Linked DNA regions of Mus musculus: regions 2 and 3 are each linked to region 1. The links are chromatin contacts, called in public ChIA-PET and HiChIP or PLAC-seq maps. All regions are on one chromosome and are shown on one strand. Each heading gives the region's core, a stretch centred on a gene start, on an enhancer-like site or on the middle of the called end of the contact. The rest is flanking DNA. Distances are from core to core; before and after follow the strand shown.

Evidence for each region. ChIA-PET counts read pairs in DNA pulled down with a chosen protein or histone mark. HiChIP or PLAC-seq counts read pairs in DNA pulled down with a chosen protein or histone mark.
Region 2: a contact with region 1 is called in an H3K4me3 HiChIP or PLAC-seq map of bone marrow-derived macrophages, with 4 times the contacts expected there. The contact joins the enhancer-like site here to the promoter of Txnrd1 in region 1. A contact is called at or near these places in 6 of 115 datasets of contacts at active chromatin or transcription factors (bone marrow-derived macrophages, embryonic forebrain, forebrain and 2 more) and 2 of 9 other capture datasets (adipose tissue and macrophages).
Region 3: an RNA polymerase II ChIA-PET map of memory CD8 T cells shows a contact between it and region 1, with 35 read pairs. The contact joins the enhancer-like site here to the promoter of Txnrd1 in region 1. A contact is called at or near these places in 2 of 39 promoter capture datasets (cranial neural crest and neutrophils), 1 of 484 Hi-C or Micro-C datasets (natural killer cells), 2 of 115 datasets of contacts at active chromatin or transcription factors (bone marrow-derived macrophages and memory CD8 T cells) and 2 of 9 other capture datasets (adipose tissue and liver).

Annotation. Positions count from the first base shown.
Region 1 is chr10:82,856,872-82,860,901 of GRCm38.p6, reverse strand. It overlaps Txnrd1 (thioredoxin reductase 1), which reads right to left and starts at 1,696. Exons shown (of 15, transcript NM_001042513.1): 1 at 1,602-1,696; 2 at 272-378. It overlaps Gm38560 (predicted gene, 38560), which reads left to right and starts at 1,894. Exons shown (of 4, transcript NR_156010.1): 1 at 1,894-1,945; 2 at 3,645-3,780.
Region 2 is chr10:83,231,954-83,235,983 of GRCm38.p6, reverse strand. It overlaps Slc41a2 (solute carrier family 41, member 2), which reads left to right. Exons shown (of 11, transcript NM_177388.3): 11 at 2,234-4,030. The coding sequence ends at 2,419. Among named protein-coding and RNA genes, the nearest start is that of Slc41a2, 100 kb to the left of the region's middle. Within about 2 kb of position 1,808, at least 7 of the 459 cell types and tissues checked have an H3K27ac peak or open chromatin away from gene starts, as enhancers often do. A contact at or near this core is called in bone marrow-derived macrophages, where this site is marked.
Region 3 is chr10:83,151,788-83,155,817 of GRCm38.p6, reverse strand. The region is part of intron 2 of Chst11 (carbohydrate sulfotransferase 11); the gene reads right to left. Among named protein-coding and RNA genes, the nearest start is that of Chst11, 170 kb to the right of the region's middle. Within about 2 kb of position 1,772, at least 47 of the 459 cell types and tissues checked have an H3K27ac peak or open chromatin away from gene starts, as enhancers often do. A contact at or near this core is called in memory CD8 T cells, where this site is marked.

The DNA.
Region 1 (4,030 bases), core at 447-2,946:
TTCTTGGTACCCCATGCCTCTGAGAATTAAGAGGAAGGTGATAGGGCGGCCTGATGAGGAAGGGGTAAGTATTTCCTGACGCGTTTTTTTCTCAAGACTTCCCCATACTATTCACCCTGACGCTAAAGAATGTAAGAGGGAAAACCCGAGCAAAGGGAACAAAAGAAGAAATGGCTTGGCTTGGCTCCTCCCGGTTCAGAGATCTGAGCACGTGGGTCGCCAGCCTGCAGTGTCCCAGCGCCGGAGATCGGGGAACCTGCGCAGCTCCTACCTTCAGGGCTGGACCATGGCCGCCCTCCGCCGGTCGCACCTTCCGCTGGCTCGCCGCCTCCCGCGGCCTTTCCGCTCGCCCGCGCCGCTGCAAGGCCCCGCCGCCCTCTGTGGCACAAAGCAGAGCGGCAGTGAGCCTTCCTCCGGGCGGGGCTTCCGGGACGCCACGCGCCCTGGGTCACTCTCGCCAGTGGACTCCGACCCTTAAGCAGCCGGGCCAGCAAGACTCCAGGACCCCCAGAACTCAGAAAAGCTCTGCATGGCGGCTAAAAACACCAGCCTCGTAGCCACCTAACATTAACACTGCGTGGTCTGGTTTTTGATCGCTGCGCCGGGTGAATGCAACACCCAGGGCTTCCTGGAATCTGAAACCGCGGGCAAAACGAAGGTCCACAAAGACGCTATCCATCCGCTCTGGATGACATCAGAGGAGGATGGTCCTATTTCACAAAGTAATGAACTCGGAAAAGTCTGGAACTATTGAAAATGTAGCCCACAGCTAAATGAATGAATATGTGTGTGTGTGTGTGTGTGTGTGTGTGTGTGTGTGTGTGTGTAGTGTCAGTATGTCATATATACTGACACCAGCACTTAAAAGCATAGTTATTCAGTACTAGTACCAACAGTGAGATATATTTACAAAGTGCTATAGCATTATATATATATAAACATTTAGTCTTCACAATGTACTTTTAGATGTATTACCAAATTACCATGTCCATTTCATAGGTAAAGGAAACCGAGCTACATATTGTCAACCAACTTGGGCAAGTTCGAGCTGCCGGTCAACATTGGAGGCGAGACTCAATCCAGGCAGGATTGTCTCTGCTCTGTACTAGTCTGCACCGCCTCCTTCAGTTAGGGAAAGGCTGTGCTGTAGTCCCAGCTGCCCTGTTTAACTGCCTGGGTCAAGAAGGGCAAGCCACTAGGAAACATGCGATTGCCAATTCCAAGGAATTTCATGGGGCTTAGGAAGTGGAAACATTTGTAAAGGCATGAAACTCCTTAATGTTATCACGGATTTATATACTTACTCGTCACAGTGTTATATATACCTCAAGATCACTGCTCTACAAAGAATACCCACTTTCTCTGGTTGCCAGGCATCAGCAGACAAGGGCCAGACCCAAGTCCTCATATCCTGAAGCTTGTGACCCGGGCTGTCTTCTGCTTACCCTAGCTTGTTCCCAGCCTGCTCAGTCGCACATTAAACGATCCCCTCCCGGACATTTCCAAAGCACCACCCCGGAGCGATGCTCCCAGGCCCGCCAGCGACCGTCCCGGGCATCCCAGGTCCCCAGCGGTCAGCTCCACGCTGACACAGAGCTTACATGAACAAGGAAGGTGAAACCACCAGCTCTTCTCGCCCCGCGGTGTCGGCGTCCCGCACCTCCCGCGTGGACGCGAGGCCTGACGGAAGCAAACTGAGGATAAAGAGCTGCGGGTTCCTAGTGGCTCCGGGAAGCCACGCCCTGCTCTTAGTAGGCGGGCGAACTGCCCGTGTCAGAATGACAAAGCAAAAATCCAGTCCCCGCGCAGCCCCGGCAACCTGTCCCGGTTGTCCCCGCAAAGTGAGAGCTCCTAATTGGACCGTACAACATCCTCGCTGCTCGGAACCGCCCCCCGACCCAAAGGCCGCGGCTGCTATTCAAAGAATGTTGGGAACCAGAATCGAGTAAGAGTGTGGAGTGAGTAACCCGGGCTCAGCCCTAAGGCGCTGCTATCTACACAAGCTTGCGTTAGTCACATGAGGAATTTTAAAAATATTGACGCCCGGCACCCATACAGACGATCTGATGCCCCTGGCACTGGCTGTGACCCTGCCAAATAGTTGTTTTCTTAAAAAAAAAAAAAAAAAAAATCCAAAAGTTAATCTAATTGACTGCAAAGGCGGCAGTGACCTAAGGTAATGGATTAGTCAAGTCTGGTGATTCTCTTAAGGAAGTTCCCTGGTTTTTTAAAGCTATGCCTACTTCATCCTGAGTTACCCTGAGAAGAAATGACTAGTTCCCCTTACAATACTTCCTCCTCGTCCCAATCGGGCTTGGGGGTTCACCTTAAGGAAAACACTTGGCACACCACCACCAGCATCGACCAAAGAAGGCCTTGTCCTTTCATGCCTCCTGCCTCTAGGCTACTAAGAATGCTTGGTGAATGAATGAATGAATTGTCTGACCCACTATGGAAAAAAAAAAAAAAAAAAAACTAGGTGAGAAGGTTGCCAGCCTGAAGCCACGCCTTCTGAGAACTGGCCTCCCCACTTTCCTTCTAGGCTCTTCCAAGGTGACAGTAAGAAACTTGCATAAACGGACACACAGGCTGCCAGGCTGACCAGATACTTAGCCCACACTGCCCGCTGCTCATTTCTTGTGTGTGTACAAGCAGTGCTTGAACCGGAGCAGCCCCTGATACGCAAGTGTCAGGACTGGCTACAAAGTGTCTAGCTCCAAAGTGTTCAGGGCAAACGTAGTTAAGGACCAAGGGATGGCAAATCTGATTACCCCTGGCTCCCCAGCCAAGCTCTGTTTGCCGTATTTCAGGCACTGCACATTGGGACAGTCTGTAAAGGAAGGTCATGAACACCCCCTTCTTAAAAATACAGACAGTGCAACTTGTTTCAAGAGTACGACAGGGTAGAGAGAGGCTCTTCTATCACTAAGTTACAATAATGTACTAATGCTGTGATTATAGGATTCTAATAGCTTGACCCTGAAAGTGTCTTACATGGACTGGTCAGAGAGGGATCACAGTTGAGATGTTACTTTTTCTTTTTTTAAAGATTTATTTATTTTATGTATTTGAGTACACTGTCACTGTCTTCAGACATTACAGATGGTTGTGAGCCAACATGTGGTTACTGGGAATTGAACTCAGGACCTCTGGGAGAGCAGTCAGTGCTCTTAACCACTGAGCCACCTCTCCAGCCCCAGTTGAGATTTTTTTTTCTAACAGCTTATTAGAAAAGACTACATATGCCACTGCAACTCCCCACTGCTCTTAAGATAAGCAGACTATAGCACAAGTGGCTAAAACAGCTTCCCTGTTGTGAGGAGATGCAGAGAGCTCTACCCTGGTCCAGTTTAAAAGCAGTTCCTCCTTACCTTTCCCCATAGCTCAAGGACTGCTCATTGTCTACTCAAACACCTTAAACGGCTTTGACTGTGCACGTTCTTATCTTTCTTCCTTGAAAACCAATGTCTAGTCTGTCAATATTCATTTGAAAAGTCACCTCCTCTGGGTGGGGTTCCCACGGAGGATTAACTGTCCCTTGCTCTCTGTGGTCCCCAAGTACCTACTAATAAATAACTGCACATCTTCTAAATCTATCCAAACGTTTGTAAAGCAACCCCGTGTTTGATTTCTTGTCTCTCCAGAATGCGGTATCATAGCCCAGAAAACAATGCGAAATCCTTCTGTTTCTGAACTGTCATCTCAGCTGAGATAGATGATCGGGGGCCCTACTGCATCAACAGCAGTATAAAACACCCCACCTAGAGAGAGCGCACTCAGGTACAATAATCACTGCTCACACCTTCATCTCTCTAGGGCCCCTTGAGATCAAGGCTACGTTTCTCAATGGTCCAGACAAGGTAAGACCCACCCTTGTTTGGAGAGGTTTGTTTGTTTTGTTTTGTCAAAACAGGGTTTCTCGGGCTGGTGAGATGGCTCAGTGGGTAAGAGCACCCGACTGCTCTTCCGAAGGTCTGGAGTTCAAATCCCAGCAACCACATGGTGGCTCACAACCATCCGTAACGAGATC
Region 2 (4,030 bases), core at 559-3,058, 370 kb before region 1:
AGCCACCACGAGCACCACCGGGGGCACCGTCTGCTGTGTGGGATTTAACACTTGCCTTCTTTACTTTCCAGAATTACCATGATGCAGGCATTTGTTTGCTGAAAGTTTTTTATGTGTCTTAAAGGTAGTCTGTCTGTCTGACTAACTAGGTTAATTCTAAAATCCCTGCTTGTTTTTGGCTTATTGTGGAAGTATTCTCTTTTATTTTTCTTTTCATGGATTGACATTTTCAACTCTGAGGGGTTCCCATTAGTTCTCTTTTCTGTCTTTTCTGAAGTCTTCATTCAAGTCCCCAATTTTTTTTTTTCATTTCTTTATGTTGCTGGTCTCGGGCCTCTTGCATCTTACCAGGTTGTCTTAGGAATGCTGCTGTGATCTCTTTTCTGCACCTCATAGGTTTTCTTCGAATTGAGAGCATTTCTGGAGCATTACGTTGTTCTTTGTGGTTCATGTTTCCTCCGCATTCCTCTGTCTTATGTTGGTGGCTGGTGTGTGTGTGTTTGTCAGTCCTGACCCCATGAAGGACCTTCTGTAGGAAAGGCTGTTTGTGTGTAGGTGGGGATGTCAGTCAGGTTGGATACTTGGGGTTGGTTCCAAAGACCACAACAGCACGTCTTCGTGCATTTTCTCCCTCTCACTGATGTCTGCATGGCTGCGAGTGAGCACCTTCACCGTCTAGACTGCAGCCTGAAGGAACTGTATGACCTTGCGGTGGTGGAAGTGAGTGTCCAGAGGTCTCTTCAGCTTCCACAGTCTAGCCGCAGTGGTGTTTTGGCGACGGCCGCTGCTGCAGCCTTGGTGTGCATGGAATGTGGAGAGGGTGAGCTTTAGGTCCCTCAGGGCAAGTGTAGGAGAGACCAAGGAACAACCCCAGTAGCCACAGGATTTCCACAAGGAGATATTTCCTGGGACTCTCAGGTTTCTGTGTAAGATGCCTGCAGCTGTGGCTTGGCTGTAATGGATACAAGGCAGGTTGGGTCAGAAGAGCACAGGCTTGGAAGGGTTTGGAAACAAAGGAGAGGCTCTATTGGTCCTCCTGCATGGCTGTTAAATTGCCGCTGGTGTTGGTGGGCTGAGGAGGAGGCTTTCCTGATTCCTTTGAGACCAGCACAGATGGACTCTGGGTAGTAGCAACAACAGCCTCTGATCCCAAGGCTACACAATGCCAAAGGAGACTCTCCCACCAAGTGAGCCACACACTGGCCCAAGGCTTCTGGTGGGCCAGGCATTTGGCTGCTGGCTAGGGCAGCGTCTAGCAGTGGCTGGTATGGTCAATTTTCTGAGTTTGGGGGAGATACAAGGTAAGTGCCTCCCGTGGAGCAGAGGCTTTGCTTTTAGACCAGCTGGCTCCAGGGACTGGCTCCAAAGCCCGTGGGGTCTGAGTCTGGACTGCTGGGCTACTGTCCAGGGTGCTGGCATTTTGCCACTTTGAGCTTTTAAGGCTCTGTCGTATTCCTTTTCCTTCAAATAAGTGATGGACACCCAGATTCATAAGAAACCTTCCCAAAGAACAAATTAAGAATCAAATCCAAACCTTTCAGCTTTGAGACAGATCTTCATAAAGCAGGCCTTGAACTCAGATCTTCATAGAGCAGGCCTTGAACTCAGATCTTCATAGAGCAGGCCTTGAACTCCGGCTGGTTTTGAGTCATGGTATCCTCTCGGTGTTCCACAAGCTGGAATCACCAGCCAAGTTCCTAAGTCTACAACACAGACGGTCAGGATCCTAACAGTCTCTGCTTCCTCCACTCTCAAAACAGTCTGAGTTAGTTCTAGCTGATCCCAAGGCAGCCTCTGCCAGAGAAACAGGAAGGAAGTGTTGGCCTCACCCAAGGGGCAGCAGGGCTTGGTGTGTGATGTCTCTGACAGGAGTCCAGGGCATCTCATAAGTGCCCCTAGGAGCTTGCCTTTGTTGTGGACAACCACCCCCTTTCTGGTTAAGGTGTCAGAGCCAAAATGATAGCACTTGGCCTAATGTAATGCATGGCAGAGATTGGTCCTAGATGTGTTCACCAGCAGTGAGGTGAAGGGAGGTGCAGCCTATGAGAAGTGGGGCCCATTGAGCTTCTCAGGAGTCCATGAGATGTGCGTTATACAGAGTGCGTTCCTATTAATTAGCTGCCTCTTGCAAGTGTGGTTCTTGACCTGGACACAAGCCGTTCTTTCCAGAAACAAGCAGTTGAAGGGCCGGGAGATACAGGCGGCAAGCATCATCTCTGGTCATGTCTTGCAGGTGTTCACCCTGCTGTGGATCGCCGACTGGATGGTCCATCGCTTCTGGAGAAAAGGAAAGGACCCAGACAGTTTCTCCATCCCGTACCTCACGGCGCTGGGCGATCTGCTTGGGACTGCTCTGCTGGCCTTAAGCTTCCATTTTCTCTGGCTCATTGGAGACCGAGATGGAGACGTTGGAGACTAATGGGACCTAGAAGCTGTCGTGGGGTCACACAGGGGAAGGATACAGGCAGCCATTGCTGCCCCTCCCCAAAGCTCTTCATCTGTCCTGTAACTTATGCCAGGGTAGTCTGCAGTTCACCCTGACTCCGTAAATGGCCTTAATGTACTTTTTAAGGAATTTGTGCCGAAACCACAATGAATGGTATTTGTGCTGCTTTTTGTAGAATAAATAATTTGACACAGACATAGATACAAGCTCACATTCTAAAGTTAATTAGGAAAGAATTTAGGATGTTTACAATGAGTTAATTTTGAAACCACAGACCTAGCAGAAATAGACTTTATTATTAAGTTATAATGCACAGTTAGAGGCAAGGGAGTGTTAGCCTTGTCTTACAGCTGTGTCACACTACAGAGTGCCATGACTGATGTGACGGGGGCCAGCTGAACGTCCCTAAGTGTTCATTAGGCCTTCCTCCCTGGGAGCTAAGGTTACCAGTTACTTAACTCACAATACCCCTCCCACTGAACATAACAACCAGCTCACTTTTACCCATATCTAAAACTGCCCTGCGCCAACGTTCATCTCTGCTCAGCGAGTTCTCAACAGCTAACCCTTTAGTAGATTTGTTTATTCTTTCGTGGAGACAGGGCTTGCTATGTTGTCCCTGTAGTCTTTTCACTTGCAGTCCCCCTTGCTTTGGCTCCCTTCTCCTGGTGCTAAAAGCACTGAGCTGTCTCGCTCATCCTGTGTTGAAAAAGGTTGATCCGATTTAGAAAACCGTGATTAAAGCAGAAGGTGTGCTGAGCTGTGTTTGTGGGCCCAAGATGGAGTGCGTGCGTGTGCGCATGTGTGAGGGACAGGCCCGAGAAAGACAGAGACAAAGTAGTTTCTTTCTCAAAAATGAGTACCATTTAATATAATGCAGACCTAGGATCTGGGACGTGCAGGTGGTCCTGTTGCCCTTTAAGGCGCCCTACCTGTTGGATGTCCCAAGTTGGCGGCTTACCTCAGCATCTACTGCATCAGGGCTCCATCTCCTGGGACCGCCTCATGGCCGTGGCTGCGCTCCTCAGATGTCTTTCTGAACGTAAGCACCTAACCCCTGGCTATTCAGTAGTAAGCACTTTAAAATTGCCCGGCAATCGTTCAAGGCCGTTAAATATTTAATAATTTAAACTGCTGAGGGCATGGACTCCGCATGACGTTGATTGTCATGGCGAGGTTGTGCTGGTGAAGAACTAGCAGGTAGCTTGTAAATATACTGAGGAAGTTTCTCACTAAATCTTTATGGAGGCTGTGGTTTAGAGTTGTATATTTTTGCTTATTTTTAAACTTCGTTCAATTCTCCTGCCTTATAATCAAACATTTAAGGCATAGAACGGAATGAATTACAGGATCTCTCCTTTGGAGAGTTAGTGTCACGGAGTGACCATTCTGACAAAATAAGCATAAAGTTTAAGTTGATGAATAAGTATTTAGTTGCAAAGATTATTTTATTTAAAAATTAATGAATACTACCTTTCATTTTATTATAAAAGCATTTGTGAATTTGGGTTTTGCATTTGGCTGTACATTCTTTTGGTTTTTGTTTTGTTTTGTTTTGTTTTGTTTTGTTTTGTTTTGTTTTTG
Region 3 (4,030 bases), core at 523-3,022, 290 kb before region 1:
AGCTAACCCTCTGTGACAGTGACATGTCACTGTACTGATGAGTTATTCCATCCCCATATTATCTGTTGGTTGGCTCACTCTGTGGACATGACCTCGTGTAGGATCCTGCCGGCCTTCCCAGCTGAGGATCTCATCTATCTAACTCCCTCCCTCGGCTGCATCACTTGGAGATGGGGTGCAAAGGTTTGACTGATATGGGGAGGGTGTAAGGAGGCAGCAGCCAGCAAACATGTTCTTGCTGGTGTGCAGAGCAGCCTCAAAGCAGGAAGTGGAGAGCTTTGCCAGGCCCCACTGCAGGTCAGAGGCTGAGGTGGATTTTGTTGGCCTTCATGAATTGCCCCCTCCCCTGACTGTATAAACCACTGCGAGGCTTCCCGATGGAACTTTCTGATGGCTAGACACTCCAGTCAGGGGTCAATTCTGTCACAACCCATCACCCAAATATTCTATTTGCTAATTATTTTCATTATAATGATTATTATCATGAGCATGTGCGTATGTGTATGCACGCCTACAGGTGCATGTGTGCAAGTGTAGTGGGATGCGCATGCATGTGTGTGTACTTGCATGGAAAGCTCATGCAAGTCATTCTTTAGACACTGTCCACCATTGTCCCTCAATGGCCTGGAACTTGCTTAGGGACCCGCTGGTCTCTGCCTCCCTTGCACTGGAATTCCAAGTGCATGCTACCTACTGCTCCTAGCCTTGTTACATGGATTCTGGGGAGCAAATGCAGGGCCTTATACTGGTACACTAAGCACTTAACTGATGGAGTTGTCTGACCAGCTGGATTCATTTTTTAATGGTCCTAGACATCAGAAGACTTTCCACATGTCTAAGTGGTATGTTTTAATCATATAGTACTGCTGTGTGCTTGTGTCGGTGTGTGTATGTGCCACGGCATTTGCTTGGGGAATCAGAGAATAACTTTCAGGGTTTGGTTCAAGATCAGCCTGGACTGTCTCAAAATAAACACAAATAACAACAGTAAAAGCCTCCGCCCATTTTTCTTATATACCTGTGACATAACTTATTTAAGTAAAGCCCCTGTTTTTGTTTTATAGCATGTAGATTTTAGTGTCTTATTAGAAACCACGCAGCCCCTGACTGACCACTCAAGAGCTTTTAAGGTTTTCTTTCTGCATAAATCTGAAGTTGTTTTGAAACTATCTTAAAGATCTGTGCATGTGTACATGGTTGAGTGTGTGCGTGCACATTGGGGTGTGTGGTCCTCCGGCTGCATCTACTGTATTGTTGTAGAGGCAGTGTTGAGTTACTTACCTTCCCCTGAGTTGGTATCTCCATTAATCACAGAGACAGCATAGGGGCTGTTGTGGAGGGCCGTGAGAACTAAATCCACCAATACACGTGCAAACGTTTGTGGCCACAGACTCCCATGCTAGACATCTGTCTGCCCCTAGTTTGTGACAGCAAGCTATAGTCCAGAGCCCGTCATCATGGCCAGTCTTCAGAATGCTTGCAAATGGGAGAACAGGGCTGGAGGGTCTCAGCAAGCTCCCTCTGCCAAACAGACTGGGGTGCCAGAAGCACAGAGAGGGACCCTAACTCACACAAATAACCACGATTCTCTGTTTTAGTGTCTTTTGAGAATTATCAGGGGCCCCTGATGCCATGCCACTCTGGGAGGCGATAAGCAGAAACGTGACGACATTGTTGCCAAATTCAAGCGTGAGTGCAGAAACATGACGACATTGTTGCCAAATTCAAGTGTGAGTGCTTGCTTCCATTTCCACTGACAGTTAAGGGCAGGAAACGCAGAGCTGAGTGGCAGCCCCACCCTTTGACGTAAAGCTCTTGTGAAAAGAGATGGTGGCTTCTGTACAGAAGACTGCTGGGGCTGCAAACATCTGACAAAAACAGGTAAGGAAAAGTGTCTTTGGAGCTCTCTGGGAAATGGCCGTTCTGGGACAAAAAGAAGGGATCTAGAACTGTATTGATCTTGTGTCCCATCTCATCTTATCCTGGTCATATCTAAAGATCATCCGGGACCCTAGACAATTTAGTGCCTCTGGGGTGGAAGACTCTTTTAAGAGATCAGTCAACAACCATGGCTTAGTCACCCAAGAGTGAAGACAAGCAATCAACACGAAACGTTTAAGAAATGCCTCTGAAACTCATGCCTTGTTGGTCCTTGGATCCTGAAGCCTAGGACTCTTTTTAGTCTCACAGAACCAGAAAGGCTGCTGTCTTAGCTGTAAGTTGATGGCAACCAGATAGGAAAGGGGGTGCTTTGGAAACAAGGACCCACCCAACTGTCCGGCCAGATAGTGCAGAGACAGTAAAAAACAAGATTCAGTGTGTAAAACTGTTAAAGAAAATGGCGACATCCGACTGTCTGATTCTTTTTGGTTTTGGTGGTGGGTAAGTCCATAAAATACATTCAATATTGAAAGTGTAAAATTTAGTGTGAAGCTCCACAGCTTCTGCTCCAAAGGCCTATTTTAGCTTTTTAGAAGTCCATGGCTCTGGGCTTTGGGGCTGGTTAATTTTGGTGTCTGTTTTTTGGTTTTTGTTTGTTTGTTTGTTTGTTTGTTTGTTTGTTTTTTGTTTTTGCATGTGTAGAGAACCTTGGAGTTGGCTCCCAACACCCCAAGACCAAGTTCCCGGCACAAAAGAGATTTCTATGCCCCAGAGGGACAGAGGGCAGGGAATGAGAGACAAAACAGGAGCTAAAGTGGGAGAAGGGGAGGAAACAAGGGAGAGGGGGCAGAGGTGGCCCAGAGGCAAATGGGGGTTTATAAAGGTAAAAGGGGAAACTCTGTGTTAGGGTGAGGCATTTATTAATTAGGTGAGCCAAAGGGAGCTTTTGATTGCTGGACTTCAGTATTTGACAGGGACCTTGATACCACAGGAGGAAGTGGCCAAATAAGGGAATAGACCTTGGTAACTAGCTTTAGGAATGTAACCTAGCAATTTTTAGTAAGGCAGGGGAAATGGGGTGTAGGGCCAAAGCCTTCCAGAGCCATGTCTGTCATGCTCAGACAGGCTAGAACTATCGTAGCATGCCCTACCCCCTTTAAAGAATAGTTCATAAAATTAAAAACAAAGAAATGAAAACCCTCAAAAGGTAACACTAATAAAAAACCCAAAGGCTCCACTTAGAGGATTCTCTGGAAACCACAGTTGCACGCCTTGACTGGAAGTCTCAAAGTGTCCCACAGAAAGTGACGCATCATGACTGAACTTGTGTGGACCCAGCTCTAGAAGCAAGCATCTGCCTTTTTATTGGAACCATTATGAATCACCTACTCCGTCCTTGAGCCTTCTGTATTCAAGGGAATAGATAAGTATCTACCACAATACAGCTAACTGTCCCATAGCCTGGTCTCCGGACTGTGACCGGAGACATCTGACTCTCAGAAAGTCTCCAGTCAGCCCCATGAATCATCGTGTGGAAATGCCAGCTCCTATTAGAACTCTGGTAACTTCCTGCTTGAAAAGTTCACGAAAGACACAAGAGGAATTTTGGAAACAACCCCCGTCTCAGTGAGTGTCCAAGCAGAGGGTACAGGACCAGCCCCAGCACGGCTTCTAATTTTGACCCAGCTTGCTCCACAGGGAAGTCCACATACATAGGAAAGAACCGTTTATCAGCTCTGCCACTGTGGTCCTCTCTGCTATTTCCCAGGTGATTTGCATTCCTCGGGTCTCACATCCACCATGCCTCCTTCACAGTGGGCTTGACAGCAGTATTTACTCACGAGACGGGGACGTGGCTGCGCTAGCCTGAGAGACATACCAAGGGAGGCCACACAGCTAATGACTCTTTAAATCCCTGGTCACCGACTCTAACATTATACCTAATGATTAATGTTTTTGAAAGTACAGAAAAGGTGTTTGAAATTTATCATCAGTTAATAAATCACAGCTTATTTTTTCCCTCCTCAATAAAAAGCAGCTAACAAACCCAAGGCAAGCATATATATTAAAAGTCATAAAATGTGTCTGAGTTTCTTATACCAAACAACCTAATTTGCTTATACATAAATATCAAGGGATAGAAAAGCAG